3 separate regions of the Mus musculus genome follow, and regions 1 and 2 are each linked to region 3. A link is a contact called in public promoter capture Hi-C data. All regions are on one chromosome and are shown on one strand. The core of a region is the stretch at or near the end of the contact, and the rest is flanking DNA. Distances in the headings are between cores, read along the strand shown. Region 1 holds the start of Zswim9 (zinc finger SWIM-type containing 9). Region 2 holds the start of Zbtb45 (zinc finger and BTB domain containing 45). Region 3 holds the start of Nop53 (NOP53 ribosome biogenesis factor).

What was found. Promoter capture Hi-C pulls out the DNA fragments that hold promoters and counts their contacts. Capture Hi-C pulls out chosen DNA fragments and counts their contacts.
Region 1: a promoter capture Hi-C map of liver shows a contact between it and region 3, with 3 times the contacts expected there. The contact joins the promoter of Zswim9 here to the promoter of Nop53 in region 3. A contact is called at or near these places in 3 of 39 promoter capture datasets (cranial neural crest, frontonasal cranial neural crest and hippocampal neurons), 2 of 115 datasets of contacts at active chromatin or transcription factors (astrocytes and embryonic forebrain) and 1 of 9 other capture datasets (liver).
Region 2: a contact with region 3 is called in a promoter capture Hi-C map of embryonic stem cells. The contact joins the promoter of Zbtb45 here to the promoter of Nop53 in region 3. A contact is called at or near these places in 7 of 39 promoter capture datasets (the C10 cell line, cranial neural crest, embryonic stem cells and 3 more), 1 of 484 Hi-C or Micro-C datasets (B cells), 3 of 115 datasets of contacts at active chromatin or transcription factors (all in embryonic stem cells) and 1 of 9 other capture datasets (liver).

The regions. Positions count from the first base shown.
Region 1 is chr7:13,277,304-13,280,908 of GRCm38.p6, reverse strand. It overlaps Zswim9 (zinc finger SWIM-type containing 9), which reads left to right and starts at 2,188. Exons shown (of 5, transcript NM_177312.4): 1 at 2,188-2,265; 2 at 3,481-3,605. The coding sequence starts at 3,489. It overlaps Lig1 (ligase I, DNA, ATP-dependent), which reads right to left and starts at 2,083. Exons shown (of 29, transcript NM_010715.3): 1 at 1,950-2,083; 2 at 688-761. The coding sequence starts at 704.
Region 2 is chr7:13,008,343-13,011,822 of GRCm38.p6, reverse strand. It overlaps Zbtb45 (zinc finger and BTB domain containing 45), which reads left to right and starts at 1,971. Exons shown (of 3, transcript NM_001360833.1): 1 at 1,971-2,187.
Region 3 is chr7:15,944,173-15,947,601 of GRCm38.p6, reverse strand. Nop53 (NOP53 ribosome biogenesis factor) reads left to right here and starts at 1,494. Exons shown (of 13, transcript NM_133831.3): 1 at 1,494-1,772; 2 at 2,248-2,312. The coding sequence starts at 1,549. Gm24576 (a long non-coding RNA gene) reads right to left here and starts at 1,509. Exons shown (of 2, transcript XR_391165.4): 1 at 1,302-1,509; 2 at 1-1,141. It also overlaps a transcript of Ehd2 not described here.

The DNA.
Region 1 (3,605 bases), core at 939-3,438, 2.7 Mb after region 3:
ATCAAAAGCAGATTACAGAACCCCTAAACTGTCAGAACCAAAAATGTCTCCAATCATTGCCACGTTTCCAGGGGGCAAAACTGATGACTGAAAACTACTACATTAGGGATCCACAGCCTGCAATTAATTAACTAATTAATTAATTTTTCCCATTTTCTAGACTACTCAACACTAGGAAATTTCAACTTCAGGTCTCCCTCAAGGTCTTCTCAGAAAAGGCAGCTATGAAGCAGAAAACCCAGGGTTTTAGAGAATGAATTATGTGGACACTCCCTCTTGCAAGGAAGAGGGATGGCAAGAATCAGGAAGCTCAAAACACTGAAGAGGCTCAGAAAGTTGTAAGACTCACTAGCCCCTCCCCAAGGTTTACATAAGTAGTTCAGCAATTGCTGAGGGTGAGGGGTCTCTTCAGTGGAATTGCCTGCAGGTTGAGCAGATAGCTCCAGGGATGCAACTTTCAGAAGTCATCACCCATGCTGAAGTGAGCTTAGGAGTGATGTAGTTGCCTCTGATGCATCAGCTTTCCTATAGGTAACACCATATAACTCAATTGTTTTACTAAGCTAAATTTTGGTGGAATCATTTCTTTGGCTTGTCATCAATGCCCTTATCTGGGGTGAATGTTAGCTCTCATTTTCCCAGGAAACATCACAACACAAAGTGCCTTGAGCATGGCAGGGGCCTTACATAATACTTCTCTGCATGTTGGCAGCAGAAGTCTCTCCTTTCCTCTCTTGCTCTTTTTTTCTCATCAGTTGTACCTGAAAAAGAAATCCAAAGACCAGCTAAGGATATTGGCTGTGCCAGAGACTAAGACTTGGGGGAAAGGGGAACACAACTCTTAAGGAAATAAAAGAACAAGTGTATTCAGGGACTGCCGAGACGGCTCAGTGGGTAAGAGTGCCTGCTGTTAAAAAGAGAGAGAGAACATGAGTTTGAATCTCCAGCACCCATGTTATAATAATAATAATAATAATAATGTCAGGCAGGCATGGTTGTACATGCCTGTAAACCCAGCATTATGGGATAGATACAGGTGGATCTATCTTAATGGTGACTGCTCTCCATAGAATGAGAAAATTTTACTGACATTTATTTTTTTTCACATTTTTATTCTTTGAGAGTTAAGTTTCGTTATCTGCCCCCTTCCCCTTTATATTACTGAAGATAGAACCCAGGCAGGGTCTGTTGCTGCTAGGAAAACACTGTACCACTAAGCTATATCTGAAGCCTTCCTTGGCTGCCAAATGCCAAAGGCCAGCTTCCCTTTCCAAATGTCCATCCTCACCCTGACAACTTCCCTCTGTCCTCCCTGTTCAAGTTTCTCTGCCTCTTCAACTCCATATACACTAAGCAACAAGACCTGACCCTCCCCTAAGTGTCTGCAGATCTCCAGTCTTATCCCATCCGTGCCCCTTCTGGCAGCCAAGCTCACCTTTTCCCTGGCTCCTGACACTCATCGCGCCAAGCTTCTCTAGTCTTCAAATCGGACCACTATCTGACCAATGACGTCACCTTGCTTTCATTACAAGCGTCCCATAACACCAAGCATCCCACACCGATTGATAGCAGGCGTCCAGGGTGAAACACCACACTCAAGCCTTCCTTTCCGGCCCCAGGCCGCCCCTCTTCTCTTGGCGCCACTAATTCTGATGGCCACGCCCACCGCCAGGCTTTCTCCCTAGTCACGCCCTTCCAAGCCGCCACCAGTCCTCCGCAGACACCAAAACTCCTGCGGCCTTGGTCAACCAGTCAATCAGTCAGCCAGTCAGCCAGTGGCTCTCCCTGTACACGGCTCCTTGCTGCCCTCTCTCCTGCGCCCTCGGTCGCCGCGACGTCCCCATTCCCGTTCCGCTGGCCGCACCCGGAACCTGCAAAGCTCACTGGCGACAAGCGCTCGGCACTCTCGCCGACCCCAGCCCCAAGCCCGTGCCCACGTCCCCACTTGCCTCTCCAAATCACTTTGCCGGACGCCGCCACACTCGCTCACTCGCTCGCTCGCTCGCTCAGAGACGCAAACCCGAAATCCCCAAATTCGCGCCACACAGATTTCGCGCGCACTTTGGCGGGAGGGGGCGGAGACGAGCAAGGGCGGGGGCCTGCGAGTAGCGCGTGCCGCAACTATCGCCCGGAGGCTGCTGGGAGTTGTAGTCTCTAGAGCGTGAGGCAGCCTAGAAATGGGACAGAGTGGGGAGAGGGAGGGGCGCTGTCCCGCACAGCATGCTGGGAAGCGGCCCCAAGCCTGTCCTCCCTGTGGATGAGCCGGTGAGCCTGCGAGGTCGTAAGGGTGACAGTCGGGGAGAAGAGAAGGGTTGGTGGAAAGCCACCTTGCCAGGCACTAGGGGAAGAAAGGCGGGATACCGCGCGGGGCATCCCGGGAGCAAGGGCCGGGCTGGGCTTGGGCGCGAGGCATTGTGGGAGGTGGACGCCGCTTTGGGTTGGGTAGGTGAGTTGAGGGGGAGGGGGCCGGAAGGGTGCACAGCTTTAGGAGTGGAGAAGCACCGCTATGTGGGATGGTCAGGCCGGGAGGAGCAGCGGAGAGACAGGTTGAGAGAGTCTCGAGAGGTGGGAACTGGATAAAAGGGGCTGTGCAAGGGACAAGAGGCTCAGCGGGACGTGGGGGCCCGGGGGAGCATTAGTAGTGAAGAAGCCCATCTGAGGACAAGGCGCCGTGTCCAAAACGAAGATACACATTGAGAATAGTAGCAATTTCTGGGAAGAGGGGACTGCAACTTGGCCCAGGAGGAGAATAAGTCTTAGGAGTATGGACCAAAGATGACTATTGGTGACACTTCTGAGTTGAATTTGCCACAAGTGGGCCACACCCCTGTAGGCGAATGATCCCTGACTGGACATGGGCAGCACATCTGGAGATAAGAGCATCTCTGGGAAGCAAAAAACACAGATCAAAGTAGCAGTTCAAGGCAGTCATATCTGAGGGGCAACAGCTGCACATTTGATACACCTAGGGAGAAGAAAGGTGTATGAGGATTATGACTGGGATGAGAGATTCATGCCTTAGCTATGAGAGTAGATATGAGTTACACTCAAATGTAGACTTGTGGGAAAGGGAGCTACAGATGAATGGGACTACTAGATATTATCACCAGGCATAGGACTCACATCTGGAAGAAGGAGAAATCTTAGCAAGAAGCTGGGAATACATTTGCAAAGATGCTCACAGCTGAGCTAAAGGCAAGATATGTAGAACTGATTCCATTTGTACCTAGAGGTCACATCTAAGGCAACTGGAACTAGGATTGAAATTGATTAAATGCCAACTGAATCTGGGAAGGCAACAGGTGAACCACAAAAATGGGATGGAGATTCCTATCTGGAAAGCAAACAATGAAACCACTTTGATTTGTCTGAGACGTACCTGAGGCAGCAGTAGCTGATAAGACAGTCTGATGATGAAATTGTGGTAACCCAGGTGGAGATGGGTCTGATGTCCAGCTCTTCTCCCCACTTCTACTCAAGGTCCCAGGATGGAGCTGACAGAGCCCTTACCGAGCGCAGCCGTGCAGAAGGAGGAACAGGAATTGTTGGATCGAACTTTCTTCTCTTGGGCTGAGTTCAGCCGCTTCTTCGACAAGTGGTGCCAG
Region 2 (3,480 bases), core at 722-3,221, 2.9 Mb after region 3:
GCTGTCCTCAGATGCACCAGAAGAGGACATCGGATCTCATTAGGGATGGTTGTGAGCCACCATGTGGTTGCTGGGATCTGAACTCAGGATCTTCGGAAGAGCAGTAGGTGCTCTTACCCATTGAACCATCTCTCCAGCCCGCAAGATCTCTTTCTTGGGCTAAGAATCTTAAGAGATAAAGGTGCCAGACCATTATGCTTGTCATTTTGCTGTTAATCCATCCTTCCTTCCTTCCTTCCTTCCTTCCTTCCTTCCCCTCTGTCTCTCTCTTTTTAAAAAGATTTATTTCCTTAATGTATATATGAGTATACAGTAGCTGTCTTCAGACACACCAGAAGAAGGCATCAGACCCCATTACAGATGGTTGTGAGCCACCATGTGGTTGCTGGGAGTTGAACTCAGGACCTCTGGAAGAGCAGTCAGTGCTCTTAACTGCTGAGCCATCTCTCTAGCCTGCTATTAATTATTTCAACCCAGGATCTCATGCATGCAAGCAATTGTCCCAGCTCATTTACTTGGGTGTTTTTTATTGTTTTTGTTTTGTTTTGCTAAGCAGGTTCTTATGGTTGAGGCTGTCTTAAACTCCCATTCGTCCAGCTTCTCCCTCTCAAGTAATAGGATTACAAGCATTCCTAGCTGTTAAATTTTGAGGGTCCCCCCCCTCCTATAGCATCCTATGTAACCCAGATTGGGCTCAACTCTGATATCTGGGGGGTGACCTTGAACTTCTGACGCTCCTGCCTCAACCTCTGAGGTTTTTTTTTTTGTTTTTTTTTTTTTTTTTTGGTTTTTCGAGACAGGGTTTCTCTGTATAGTCTTGGCTATCCTGGAACTCTCACTTTGTAGACCAGGCTGGCCTCGAACTCAGAGATCCTCCTGCCTTTGCCTCCCAAGTGCTGGGATTATAGGCATACGCCACCACCGCCTGGCTTCCCCAGACTTTCAAACACACATACAACACAGCTACCCAGCATGGGTCCAGGATGGGGAACAAAACATCCTGACATCTTCCTCATGCGGCACCACCCACTAGATTCCTCAGTACCATTCACACGGAGGCCCAGAGCTCTATGCCTCTCTTTTGCCTTACATAGTGGTTGATTGATTGCCCCAAGAACAGAGGGGAAGGGAAGGCCAACCCACCACTTGAGAGGTTTGGTTCATGGGTGTCTTGGACAACAAAAGGACCACGTAGGAGCCCCGCTTGGACAACTCTCTGGCTGTTCTCTCCCTCTACGCACTTAGTCCCTGCTCCTTGGTATCTGACTACTTCCGAGCCCACTTCGTGTCCTACATTCTATTCTGATCTGTGGCCAAGCTGGGGTTCTTCAACCATTCATTTATAGAGCAGCGAATTCCCGAGAGTCTGGGTGGGGTGAGGTGGGAGCACCGAATGAGGAGGCTTCCTTGGGAAGGTGGGCCTGTGTTCTTTAGATGACTGCAGGGAAGCTCTGCAAAGCTTCTTCATCTGGGGTGCGAGCAGAAGTGACTCAAGAGAAACTTCTCGGGGCTGAAGAGATGGCTCAGCGGTTCACTGCCATCGGTAATGGGAGCTGATGCCCTCTTCTGGTGTGTCTGAAGAGAGTTAATAATGTACTCGCATAAAATAAATAGAAAATAAATAAATCGAGAGAGAGAGAGAGAGAGAGAGAGAGAGAAACTTTTCCCGTGTAAGAGAAAAGCCACCTGGGAGAAAAAAAAAAAGCCTCTGGATTCCATCCAGCGCCCTCTCCAGACCCGCTGAGAGTACTGAGGGCGTGGCCCGAGGAGTGATTGACAGCTCGCTCGGATCAGCCTGGAGACGACGGACTCCTGCTCCTTCTGCCTACTGATCCCCAGCTCTTCGGTCCCCAGCTTCTGCGATTTTGGTTGTGGCGCGGACCAGACCGGAAGTTCTGCTCAACGACTGCCTAGTCTAAAGAGGAACACCGGAAACGTGCTCCCGACTATCGTTCCGCCTGTGCCGAGGCTATCTGTTCCGCTTCAGCGCCCGGAAGTGCGGCCTTCAAGTTGACAAGCAGGAGGACCTGCAGGACCTGCTGCCTGAGGAGTCGGAGGTGGGGTCGAGCGGGCATCCCCCTGCCTCAGAGTCCCAGAGAAGGCTGGGGCGTGCCAGGAGCGGCACGCCTGCGTGAGGATCGGTGTGCACGTTGCGAACACAAGAGGGCGCTGCAGGATCGGGGCAGGGTGCGGAGGCGGGAAACTGGGGGTAGATGTAGCGGGCCTGAAGGGGACTCTGGCATAGATAGGGTGGGAGTGAGACAGGCTGATGGAACAAGGTGCATGGCATGGGTGAGGGAGTTGTAGCGAGAATGCTGTAGGAGATGTGGGAGAGTGTGCCTTTGTTCTGAGGCATTCAGGAAGGTTCTGCTGCATCTGAGGAGTCCGGGCGTTCGAGAAGTAGGGTATGGATGGGGTTGAGGAAGAGTTATGGGTTGGCATATTATTTGAAAAAGGAGGCCGCTTGGCAGAGACAGGTTCAAAGCCTTGGTGGGTTTGAAGAATTAATTCATCATCATAGAGGTCCCAGATAAACCCGGTTCGCAGGCTCCCTCTGGCGGCCACGTGAGGGAAAGGCCTGGAGGTGGGAGTGTGGAAGGGACCCTGCATGGCGACTTCCAGTAGGCCAGGCCAGTGGTAACTGACACAATGTGTGCAATACTCCGAGAGAAAGGGAAGGGTGTTTTTGTGTTAAGGATCTAGAATCGTTGAGTCTGAGATCTCAGTAGTCCTTTTGTAAGGGGCAGGATTAAATGGGGCCCTGCTCTGGGTCTGTCCTAGAGAGACAGGCTGGTGGTCAGGGCGAATCCTGAATCTTGATTCTCTTCCCTTAGAGCAGTGTATGCAATCTGATCCAAGGGAAACACCCTTGTTTGCTGAATAAGGAAACAGGCCCAGAGACCTGGAGATATTTGCTTGATGGGTTAACTGACAATTCTGATTCCCAGCTCCTTTGCGGAGGGCGTGTGTGTGTGTGTGTGTGTGTGTGTGTGTGTGCGTGTGCGTGTGTGTGTGTGTGTGTGTGTGTGTGTGTGTGTGTGATGGAAGAATCTGTCTTCCCTCAGTATGATTAGTGCCAGGATGATAGTCTCGGGTTCATAAGAACTATGGGGATTGCTAAACAACACTGAATTTCAGCTTGCTGGCCTTTCACATCACTGGTGCATTTTCAAAGCCCAAAGTTAGCACCTCTCAGGTGATGCAAAGAAGAAACAAGGTTGCAAAGGCCTTGTTATATGTACTGTTTATTTGCTTCCCTTGGGTATGGCAGGCACAAATCCTCAGCCTCAAGGGGTGTTCCTAAATGATTCGGCCAGGAGGCAAGTTGCCTCCCCACCCTTCTGAAAACCTCCACATAACAGTAGTTAATGGGACCTGGTTCTTGAGGTAGTCATAGATCTGCTTGGGGCCTTCGTGGTACTAGGATATGGAAATCTGACTAGGGTAGACTAGAAAAGAAAACAGCCATCCGCATTGTCT
Region 3 (3,429 bases), core at 245-2,744:
GTAGGTAAGGTTAAAAATGAACAGCACTACCCAGCTATTTTTTTTTCTTTTAGAGTGTGTGTGTGTGTGTGTGTGTGTGTGTTTTATACAGGCAATTCCATTGGCCTGCTTTCAGGGACCCAGCCAGTGCTTACATCATGACCTACGGCAGCCAGATGTACCAGTAGATGTAAGGACCCACCTGCCACCCCAGCTCTCTCTCTCTGATCTCCACCACCAATGTTCCCTCTCCTTCTCTGTCCCCTCTCTCTGCCCTCATGATTCTGCCCCCCATCTGTCTGCCTGTCTATCTGTCCACTTGTCTGCCTCTGTCCCTTCACCAAGTCCCACAGTACTCTTGCGTTCCCCCCAATAAACCTTTACACTAGGTCTGTTTTATGGTGTAACTTCTCAGGGGTACACCTTGGCCAGGCCCTCCAAAAATACTCCCTTGCCACATTATATTTCATAACGGCGTGTAAGCATATATGCCACCACAGCATACCTTGTGAAGGTCAAGAACAAACAGCTTGCAGGTATTGGCTTTTTCCAACATATGGGTTATGAGGATTAATCTGAGGCTTGGCAGCAACAGCCTTTCTCTACTGAGGTATCTTGGCAGCCCCACACCCAGCATCTTCTTTAATAAAAAGAGTTAAAGAAAATTTGACTGGACTCCGTCCCTTGGCAGTTACTATTTGGGAAGGAGGGGTGTCCTTCAATGGCATACACACTGGTCAGTTGCCTCTGATCTAGTAACTAACTCTTCACTCATTGCTGGTACAAAAAATCCTAGTAAATCCAGTACGTCACAAAACTACAAAGACACAAGGGAGGAGGGCATTTGGGGGAAAGAAGGGTAGTTCAGTAGGAGTGAGAAGGCAAAGGGAAGCAAAAATGGCAAGGCACGTATGAAACTGGTCTACAGAGTGAGTTCCAGGACAGCCAGGGTTATACAGAGAAACCCTCTCCCGAAAAACCAAACCAAGAAAGCAAGCAAGCAAGCAAGCAAACAAAAAACTTGTATAACTAACAAAATGGTTTGAGTAAAATTTTATGATACCGGGTAAGGTAAATTACTCAGAGTGAGAACCAAGAATCCACATAGCCTACTCCCTACCAACCCGAAATTGCAGGTCGAATCTCTGAATTCGAGGTCAGCCTGGTCTACAGAGTGAGTTAACAGACAGCTAGGCTACACAAAGAAACCCTGCCTTTTGTTGTTGTTGTTTTGTTTTTTCAAGACAGGGTTTCTCTGTGTAGCCCTGGCTGTCCTGGAACTCAGTCTGTAGACCAGGCTGGCCTCGAACTCAGAAATCCACCTGCCTCTGCCTCCCGAGTGCTGGGATTAAAGGCGTGCGTCACCACGCCCGGCTCGAACATTTTTAAAATAAGAAGAGACTGAACGTGATGATTTATCCTTTTGCCAAGACGTAAAACTCTCTATGTAAAAACTACGCTTTATCAAGATGGTCGCAAACAGGAAGTGCGTCATATTACGTCACTCGAGACGCGCACGTTCCAAACCGGATATCGGAGTTAGAGCGACTAAGCTCTTCCTTTAAGAAGATGGCTGCGGGTGGTAACAGGGACGGTGAGAAGCGCGGCTCGAGAAGCCAGGCGGACTCTGGCTTCCTGGGGCTGCGGCCGACCTCGGTGGATCCCGCTCTGAGGCGGCGGCGGCGGGGCCCCAGAAACAAGAAGCGCGGCTGGAGGAGGCTCGCCGAGGAGCCGCTGGGGTTAGAGGTCGACCAGTTCCTGGAAGACGTCCGGCTACAGGAGCGCACGACCGGGTACGTGGGGCGGGACTTCCGGTGGCGTGGCCGTGCGCTTTGCGACCTGGTGCTAGACGGACCGGGCATCCCGGCTCGGTGTGGGAGACCTATCAATAGTATCTTTAACAAATAAGCGTGCGAAAATCCCAACAAAGTTTAAGTTTTCCCCTAGTTTTTTTTAAAATTTGAAACAGGGCCTCACTATGTAGGACGACCTGGCACTCGGTATGTAGACAAGCCTGGCTCCGAACTCAAGTTTCCTCTGCCGCCGGAGTGCTGGCATTAAAACCTTTTGCTACAGAGTTTGAATTTCAAGTGAAAGAGAATAAAGTACGTTCACCCCATCGTGGTACATTTTAAATTCTGTGTGAAAGCTCCAGGTGTAGCCCATGGTTTGAGGAAGAGTTGGGATGGGCCCAAAAAGTTAGACCCCTAAGGGTCTGTTATCTTTCCAGCATTACTTTGGCAAATAGTCTGCATTTTTATCCTTCAGTGGCTTGTTGGCAGAGGCCCCAAACGAAAAGCTCTTCTTCGTGGACACAGGATTCAAGAGAAAAGGTGAGGAGTGCTCTTATGAAGTTGTGTGCTGGTGGTTCTCTGAGTCTTGCACCCGTGAGATCTGCATTGATGACATAATTTAAAGCAAAGCACACACACACACTCTCTCTCTCTTTCTCTCTCTCTCATTTTGGAAACAGTCTTGATCACAAGTTTGGAGGGGAGGGGGGATCGAGACAGGGTTTCTCTGTGTATCCCTGGCTGTCCTGGAACTCACTCTGTAGACCAGGCTGGCCTTGAACTCAGAAATCCACCTGTCCCTGCCTCCCCGAGTCAGTGCTGGGTGTGGTTCATCACCACAGTCTTACCATGTATACCATATTGGCCTCAAACTTAGATCTGCTTGCCTCTGCCTCCTGAGTGCTGGAAATAAAGGTATGCTTTACCACTGGAGACTAGAAGGGGCAGTCTTTAGTATAAAGAATTACTTTGAATGGCTTTGAAACAAGCTTGAGATGATTAAGAAAGGTGACCTGTTGTTCATTTTTGTTTGGTTTTATTGAGCTGTATCATTCAGCTTTTTTTTTTTTTGTCCCCCTTCCCCAAAGAATATGATAGCAAGCATGATAACCCACAACGTTAATTTCTCTGAGTTGCAGGCCAGCCTGGTCTACATAGTGAGCTCCAGGACAGCCAGGCCTACACAATGAGACCTTGTCTCAAAACAGAGAGAACAAGAGGATCTCTTTTAGCCAGGAGGAAGGAAACATGTCTTGGCAAGATGGCTTTACTCCAGCAGAACTTGGGCTGGGACCTGCTGGGACATGAAAATAAGGGCAAGTTAGGGATTGCTTTGCTGAGTGGGGTTTTCACCAAGGAGGCAGAAAAACACTTAAAATGGGAAGCCTGGTTCAGCAGGTACTGAAAACAAGCCAGTGCCTGGTCCAGCAGGACAGCCAGTGGCTTTGCAGAACAAGCTGGCAGCTTTGCCAGCAGCCAGGCACTTTAGTATGCACGATGTGAGTCAAGGGGTCCTGTTCATGAAAACCTTCTTGACAAGGTCGGGAGAACCCAGGGAAGCTGTGTGGGGACCCGGGGACGTTAACATCTAAGGTAATGGGTTCCATCTGCCCCACTCAGGCCAGGTCATGGAGTTTTAAATCTAGGTTCTGTGTGC